Linked DNA regions of Sus scrofa: all the other regions are linked to region 3. The links are chromatin contacts, called in public Hi-C and promoter capture Hi-C maps. All regions are on one chromosome and are shown on one strand. Each heading gives the region's core, a stretch centred on a gene start, on an enhancer-like site or on the middle of the called end of the contact. The rest is flanking DNA. Distances are from core to core; before and after follow the strand shown. Region 1 holds the start of ZNF667 (zinc finger protein 667). Region 2 holds the start of LOC100620869 (zinc finger protein 239). Region 3 holds the start of ZNF787 (zinc finger protein 787).

Evidence for each region. Promoter capture Hi-C pulls out the DNA fragments that hold promoters and counts their contacts. A called contact is a pair of places that touch in the nucleus more often than the background predicts.
Region 1: a contact with region 3 is called in a Hi-C map of liver, with 4 times the contacts expected there. The contact joins the promoter of ZNF667 here to the promoter of ZNF787 in region 3. A contact is called at or near these places in 3 of 47 Hi-C or Micro-C datasets (liver and skeletal muscle) and 1 of 2 datasets of contacts at active chromatin or transcription factors (alveolar macrophages).
Region 2: a contact with region 3 is called in a promoter capture Hi-C map of liver, with 4 times the contacts expected there. The contact joins the promoter of LOC100620869 here to the promoter of ZNF787 in region 3. A contact is called at or near these places in 1 of 5 promoter capture datasets (liver), 5 of 47 Hi-C or Micro-C datasets (brain, heart right ventricle, liver and 2 more) and 1 of 2 datasets of contacts at active chromatin or transcription factors (alveolar macrophages).

The regions. Positions count from the first base shown.
Region 1 is chr6:60,637,357-60,640,056 of Sscrofa11.1, reverse strand. ZNF667 (zinc finger protein 667) reads right to left here and starts at 1,309. Exons shown (of 9, transcript XR_002344829.1): 1 at 1,052-1,309.
Region 2 is chr6:60,587,743-60,590,442 of Sscrofa11.1, reverse strand. LOC100620869 (zinc finger protein 239) reads right to left here and starts at 1,278. Exons shown (of 3, transcript XM_005664876.3): 1 at 1,069-1,278.
Region 3 is chr6:60,444,737-60,447,436 of Sscrofa11.1, reverse strand. It overlaps ZNF787 (zinc finger protein 787), which reads left to right and starts at 1,326. Exons shown (of 3, transcript XM_021095112.1): 1 at 1,326-1,739.

The DNA of each region.
Region 1 (2,700 bases), core at 60-2,559, 190 kb before region 3:
GGTCAAATTACGCAGCCACTGCAGCTGCGAGGCAAGACCACCTACGTCACTCTCTCCCCCTCACACACACACGCACGAACGCGCCCCAATAACACAAATTCAGAGCCACACTCACGCACCCACTCCCAGCCCCCAGCGCTTCTTCCCCCGCCCCACAGGCGCAGTCCCTTGTTCCTCACGCACCACAGACCTCGCGGTGGAAAGGTACGCGGTCCCGAGGCCCGCTCCCGTCACCACACGGGCCGGCTCCGTCACACACACACACACACAAAACGCGGAGACGCCGCCGCACGGTGCAGTCAGTCACTCACCTCACACCCTCAACACACAACCAGACGCAGCCCCACAGGCGGTCACGGGCGGAAAACGCCAGGCAGCTGCGGGCGCGGAGTCTCACCACCTCACACCCACACCCCACACCCACACTCACCCTTTCCCCGTCCTCCCGCGTCGTGTCCTCGCGGCACCCACCCGCTCAGCTCCGCGCGTCCCCCGCGCCTGCGCACTCGCCTCCGCGAGCCGGGAGTCGCGCTGGCTGGCCCCGCCCCCTCGCGCGCGGGACACGTCGGCGGGCCAAGGCCCCGCCCCTAAGGCGTCCCCGAGAGGGCGAGGCCCCGCCTCTAAACAAAGCCACGCGGCGCGCAGGCGCTCGCTCGCTTCTCCGGGGACCTTTCCACGGTCACGGGCCTGAGGCCCCACCCCTCTACACGCAACGGTGTACGCAGGCACGCTCATCCAGTCAGAGCCGCTCTTGGGGCGCCGCCGCACGCGCGCCGGCCCGAAGCCCCTTCCCTGCACCAAGTCACGCAGCTCTCCGGCCCTGCTATTCTGCTTGGGGCTGTCTGGGGGCCCCACCTGTAACTGTGCTTGTGAAATCACGTAGAAGTATGAAGCTGCTGGGGCCCTTCCTTGATCCCTTCAGCTAAACCCAGCTCCCCCAGCTCGCCGCCCTCGGCATTCAACACCTACACGTCTCCGTCCGGGAGCGTTTCTCCCCAAAACCCCTCCCCTTTTGTGCCCGGAGCTCAGAGGGATCTGGAGCAGGGCTCACCCGCGGGTGGTAATGCGCGCGCTCGTGCGTGTGCACTGCGAGTTCAGGCTGCAATTCCCAGAAGCCTCCGGGACGTGGCGCGGTTCTGGACCGCCGCGCCTGGATCGTGAAGTTGAGGCGTCCTGGCCCGCGCTGGCTCTGATTTGTCCCGTCTGGAGGAGAACTGACCGCGGAAAAAGGCAGAGGGATGTTCCCCTAGGCTAGGAGTGAGATTTCGCTTGCGCGTTCACTGAACGAACAGCCCCAGAATCCTTTGCGCGGCGCCTTTCTGGGCCCCAGACTACATCCCCCAGGAGCCTCTGCGGCTCGTTTCCGCCCCGGGCGAGGACGCGGGCGCCCTCCTGTGGCCGCTTAGGTGACCGCGAGTCTGTGGGAGGAGCCCGGAGGTGAGAGGCAGCCTCTATCCCCTGGGCTTTCGGGTTCTGGGTTGTGATTTTGCGTTTGTGTTTGTGAGGCTCAGGTTTTGTTATTGTGTATGTGTGTGAGCATGAATCATTGTTCGAGAACGTGTGTGTGTTGGAAACCAAAGACAGTGAATGTGGGTAGAAGTTACTGTTTCTGGAATTGTATGTTCGTATTTGTATGTGTGTGACCCGGTTTTTGTGGTTGTGTACCCTTGTATTTTGCGTGTGTGTGAGAAACCTAGCTTTTGTGGTTGGTACGTATGTGTGGAAACTTACTTTGAATGCGTGTGCTCACGCACCTTGATGTACTTTGCGCGGTGGCAGAGCTGAGCACTTGCAACAGAATTGGCTCACGGAGCTTAAAATACTGACTATAGATTCCACTTGCGTGTGTGTGTGTGTGTGTGTGTGTTGGAGACCAAAGATAATGAAGGCGTGTAGAGTAGCTACCGTTAGTGTAAATGTGTACTTGTATGTGTGTGGCTCAGTTTTTGCGGCTGTGCTTGCATTTGGAAAACCATCTGTGTGTGTGTATGTGAGTGCATGTGGAGAGACCCAGTTTTTGCGTTTTTATAGGTGCGTGTGAGTATATGTAATTCTTATTACACTTCCAGTGTGATGCTGCTATTTCAGTCCCCCCTCCCCACCATCAAGAAGTTTTCTGGTAGCAGCTGGGTGTCCTACAATTCAACAGAATTCTAACACTAGCTGGCAAGAGCATCAGAACCCTTAGGTTAAGGCCTGGGTCCCCAAGACTGCCCCCAACCCCCACATCAGAGGCCAGTCCCAAGTCTAGATATCACCTGTGCTTCTGACTGACCCCTCTAGGCCCAAGGACTCTTCTCTGGGTTTCATTAATTTGCTAGAGTGGCTCACAGAACTCAGAGAAATGTTTTACTCACTAGATCACCACTGGCTTTTTATAAAAGGATGTAACTCAGGAACTGCCAGATGGAAGAAGAGGACAAGCCACTTGGGAAGAGACGTGGAGCGTCCATGCTTGCCACTCTTGCTTCACCAACCGGGAAGCTCTCCCAACTCCATCTTTGGAGTTTTTAATGGAGGCTTCATTACTTTGGTCTGATTGCTTAAACCGATGGCTTTTTAGTGATGGAACTCAGTTTCCAGCCCCTCTTCCCTCCCTGGAGCTCTGGGGATGGGACCGAGGCTTCAGTTTTCTAATCCTTTGGTTCGTTCCCTTGGCAACCAGTTCCGAGCCCATTCATCTCACTAACATAACAAAAG
Region 2 (2,700 bases), core at 29-2,528, 140 kb before region 3:
GCTCAGGGCAACGCCGGGTCCTTCACCCACTGAGGGAGGCCAGGGATCGAACCCACACCTCATGGTTCCCAATCGGATTCGTTTCCCTTGTGCCACGATGGTAACTCCACAGGCATCCTATCTTAATAAATCTATTTCTTGCCTGTCAGTTTGTGTCTCGCTGAATTCATTCTGCGTGGAGGCATACAGAAACTGAACATCAGTAAGTCCAGACACTGGGTAAGTGATTCTAATTTAAAAACTGTGGGTTCAGGTCCCAATCTGGGTTTAGGCTGGGTTTGAGTCCCAGCAGATGGGTTCAAGTCTCAATCTAGATTCTGGCTAGGTTCAAGCCATAACCATGAGGACGCAGGTTGCATCCCTGGCCTCGCTCAGGCTCAGCGGGTTAAGGATTTGGCATTGACGTGAGCTGCAGTGTAGGTCACAGATGCAGCTGGAATCTGGCGTGGCTGTGGCTGTGGTGTAGGCTGGTAGCTGCAGCTCCTATTAGATCACCTGGCCTGGGAACTTTCATATGTCACGGGTGAGGCTCTGAAGAAAGACACACACACACAACCCCCAAAGCACCCAGTTTGCAAGTCAACCATGAGACCCCAGAGCAGGGGAGGGACCTGTCCAAAACCCAAGGGAACAATGATCACGATGACAGTCAGAGACGCTAACACTTGAGTGGCTATTGTGTGCGGCGCACCATCTCAAGGCTCTTTAATCCTCACAGCAACCTTCTCTAGGAGTCAAATTCTAGCATCCTCCTCCTTTTACGGATGGCGAAACTGAGGCACAGCGCTAGTGTACCTCGACCAGGGTCCAAGAGCTACTGAGGGCGGCGGAAGGGGCTCCAAAGGTCACTTCGCAAAGCAGGGGAAACAGGCCCAAAGCAGAAGAAACTAGGGGTACAGGGTAGGCCGCCCGTTGGAGGGGGCAGCGGCTCATTATCCGCAAGCCCTTCAAATCTGTCCCATCTTTTCCCAAAGGAAGCTATGATGTCACATGCGGGGGGGCTGTTACCATGGAAACATGTAAGCTGATTCAGAAACCGGGGCTGGGGAATCTACGGATCGCACTTACCTCCCGGGACACTTCTATGGAGCGCGCACTTCCGGCCAAGGAAACGCGGCCGGAGCGTCTGGTTTGCGCAGGCTTCGCCTTTGCCCAGCGCAACCTGCGACAGCGTCGTGTCGCGGGGGGCTTGAGGACCCCCAGACTCGGCCGACCGAGAACGCGCGCTGGGCCAACGCACGGCGCACGCGCACCCCTTGACCTGTCCTTCAAAGCCAGCGCTATGACGACTCCACCAATCGGAATCCTTCTTTTACCCTGGCCCCGCCTCATTCTCTGGCTTCCGGCGTCTCTCTCTGTCTCCAAGGCAACTTTCAGCCTGAGGGCCAGAGACTTCTGGGTATTGTAGTTTAAAAGGGGAGGAGACAACGAGAGTGCCCTTTTCCATAAAAAGAAGAACATGATAAAAATCTTATATTCAAGGATGACTTCGTGGCTAGAAAGCTCTGGCGAATGGTTCCACCAACTTATTTTCTAGGGAAGCGGGAAGGAGGGGGAGGGAGGGGAGGAGGAAAATGGTCGCAGAGACTTTTGGGAGTTGTAGTACCGCACGCTGCGGCGGGGCAGGGAGCCCGCAACAAGATCAGGCAGTGGTCACCGAGCAACTAGGTCGCCGGTGGAAGTGAGAAAGACCCCCGATCCAGCGTTCCCGTTTTCTTTCTCTGGCACTGCTTGCCTGGTCTTGCCACGGTGTCCGGGCCCTTTCGTTGGCCTTGGGGTCATTTGTGGGGGAGGTTCGCCCATCACTTGTGAACTTGTGTTTGGGCGGGTTGTGGGAGGATGCTTGGGGAGTGGGCGTTTGTGGGCTGCCGGCCTGGGATCTGGCAAGCTTGCTTTTTTTTTTCTTAGAGTCCAACCGGCAGTATATGGAAGTTCCCAGGCTAGGGGCCCAATCGGAGCTTCAGCCACAGCAAGGCGGGTTCTTAACCCGCTGAGCGGGGCCAGGCATCGAACCAGCGTCCTCTTGGATACTTAGTCGGGTTCTTACCGCTGAACCTCAGCAGAAACTCTCTGGGAAGCTTTCTTGAAATAGTCTATAGAAAATGATCGTGCCTGGGTGCCTGCTTTCTAGCAACTACTCAGAGCCTTCACCGGATTCATTGGCTCGTTTTTGTTTATTGTTATTTTTTATTCCCAGTTTGGTTGGAGACCTTCAGGCCTGACAACCTAGGCCACTATGGGGTCTCAAGAGCACCCCTGCATCCCCTTGACCGCCTGGGCCTTCATCTAGTCATTCAGCAGTTCATTACAAAATGCCCCGTTGCCATGGAGACAGCAGGGAACAAGGTAGGGGACGGCTGTTTTCAGCGAGGAAACTCTGAAAGGGAACCAGTGTTTCTCAGTCTCGGCGTTGTTGACATTTGGGAGTGGGGCTTGTGTACTGTAGGGTGTAGAGCAGCACCCCTGGCCTCCACCCACCGCTGCCAGGAGCCACACCCCACCCTGCCCCCTAGTCCTGATAACCAAAATCATTCCCAGAGATTGATAAATATCTCCTGGGGCGGGGCGGGGGCGGGGGACAAAGTCAGCCTCCACCACCCCACTCGCCCCCAACCAATGCTCTTCAAGGGCTTTTCCTTAAAAAAATCACTGCTTTTCCTAAGCAGTAGTATACTTTGCAGCTCCTTGGTCCCCTGGTAA
Region 3 (2,700 bases), core at 77-2,576:
ATCTGGGAATCCAGATCTTGCCATTGGGTTCTCAGTTCTGCCAGGTGGGAGGTGGGTAACCGGAAGGTGGGAGAGGGGTAGCTGTCCCCTGCACCAACCAGGCCGTTGCAGGCAAGTCCTGAGTGATCTGGTTCAGAACAGCACAGACGGGTGAACTTTCTTATACTCAGGTCTCATGGGGTCAAGTTCATACCCATGATAATAATCCATAGGTACTGCTATGGTGATAGCACTTTCTCTCCAGTCTAAGACGCATTTAAAATTTTACTTTTGAAGGATTTCTGAAGGTTAGACACAGACACATCTTACTATTTACGCGTGCATTTTGTACAGTATTTTTTCTTTTTTTCTGAGAGGATGTTATTGAAGCAACAATGCACGTCTTATGATTGATGCTGAGCGAGACTTGAGGACGGACATACAGCCGTGATGGCAGTAGAAATGATACCAACAGTAAGTAACACTAATCACTACCATTTTCACTGAGCGCTTATGATGAGCCGGGTATTGAAGTAAACAAAGTTACATAGATCGTCTGGTTACACTGAAGCTTCAACAGGCCGATCTTGCATCTACATCTTTGTAACTTCCAAGCCTATGACTGTTTCAGCGATGGCGATAAGAAAATTGTTATAAACAATAAGGAGAATTCATCTGTCGCTTAGGTGAGAGCCAGCCAACTACAGACCCGGGAAGGGACTGGGAGAACCTAGCCTGTAAGGATACCTTGGTCTAAACAAGAATTTTAATAAACATAATACTGACAAAAACAGCTCACATCTAGAGAGTGCTTTACAAAGGGCCTGCCGCACATGCCCGGGAGTAGGTGAATCCGTAGCTGCTCTGATCCACATTCCGTTATAAGAGGCAGTATGCATAGGTACGGTTCAATACAAGACCTTGGAGCCAGACTCCACGGGTTCGAGCCCAGGCTCCGCATTCTCGGTCTGTGACTTTCCCCAAGGTATCTGCAAAGGGGACCAGGTTAACAAAGCCCTTGCAGGCGCACAATGTGTTATCGTTGCTTTAGACCGGAGGAAACGGGCTTAAGCGGTGGACGCGACATCGCGAGGAGCCTGAAGCGCTCAGTCCGGTAGGGAAAGGACCAGGATGGCCGACGAGGGGCCCCTCCGGGCGCGCGGGCTCCGGCCACTGCGAACAGCGTCGGCAGGGAAGGGGTTACAATGATAGAGACGACGGGAGGATCCGGAGCGGCACGAGCGGCCTCCGCGGCCACCCTCCCCGACACCTCCCCACCCGGGGCTGACGCGGGGACACGACCGCGCAGGCGCGAGAGCCGGGCGTGGGGGCGGGGGGCACCTCCCTAGACACCCGGAAGTCTCCGCCTAACGGGCCGAGCCCGCGCCTCCTGTCCTGGAAGGGGGCGGGGCCCGAAGCCCCTCAGCGCGCGGCGCCATAGAGCATGGACGGAGGACCCGGGTCCTAGACGCGTCCGGAAGTGGCTCCCTGGGGCGCCCGCTCCGCACCATAGAGCTGGGGGGGCGGCGGCTAGGGGGTCGCCGGGCTCGCCTCCTAGAGCGGCGAGGACGGGGTGGAGGCTGGAGGGGGGGAAGGGGAGGGGGGAGCGGCGCGGGCGGAAGCGTCCAGGAAGGTCACTTCCGGCCTGGGCGCCCGTCCCCCTGACCCCAGGGTCTGAGTCGCCGCTGCCGCCGCTGCCACCATCCGCAAGGGAGGAGAGAGGAGGAGGAGTGCGGCACGGCGGCCCCGGGACCGAGGAGGTGAGGGGAGGGCGCGAGGGCGGGGGGCGTGCGCCCGGGGCTGGGTGGGCGCGCGCCTCGGGGCGCCGGGCTGCCGCCGGGGGGCGGGCGGGGAGGCGGGAGGCGAGCGCGACTGGGCGGGCGAGTGCGCGTGCGCGCCGCTGGGGGGGCGTGAGTGGGCGCGCGGCCGCTGACGCGGGGCGGGGCGGGGGCGCCGGGAGGGGCTTCGGGGAGCGCGCGGGCGCGGGAAGGGGGGTGCGCCTGGGGAGCGCGCCCGGGCCGGAGCGCGCGCTGCGCCAGGGGCTCGGGGGGCGGGGCCGCCGCGTCCCCCCAGCCTCCCCGGCCGGTCGTGGCCGGAAGTGGTGGCGACTCCCGGGGGAAGTTGAGGCCCCGGTGGGGGAGGGGGCCTCGCGGGCTCAGCCGGCCTGACCGGAAACGGCAGCCCCAGGACGGGCTTGTCTTGGCCCCCCGCTTGCCCCCACTCCTTCCCCTTTTCAAAGGAGTCTGGTCCCGTTGCCGCCCGGGGCGGGCTGCGTGCGGCCTTTGATCCGGCCGGTAATTACGGGCGTTCCGGCCGGTGGGAGGCTCATTCATTCGCCCCAGCGCGGGGGCGGCAGGAAGCGCGTGCGGCGGAGGGGAAGTGGCTGGGCCAAGGTCAGGCACCGCGTGTCCCGCGAGGCAGGGCGAGGAAGGTGGCCGGGCCCGATGGCCACCTCAGAGCCTCTTGGGCGTCGAACCGCGCTCCCGTACCCCCGCCCCAGTCTTGGCCACAAAGGGGGACGCCCCAGTTTGTAGAGATGAGTGCCTCTCGGGCCCACGGGGCCAGGCAAGCTGGGGATAGCGTGATCAGACGGAAAAGTGAGCCACGGCGAGTGTGGACAGAGGCTCTTCTAGTTCCGGCCCAGTGCTGGGCACCACGGACGAGGAGAAGAACAAGAGTCCGGAGGGGGCGGGCCCTGAGGCTCCTGGAGGCATCCGTGCC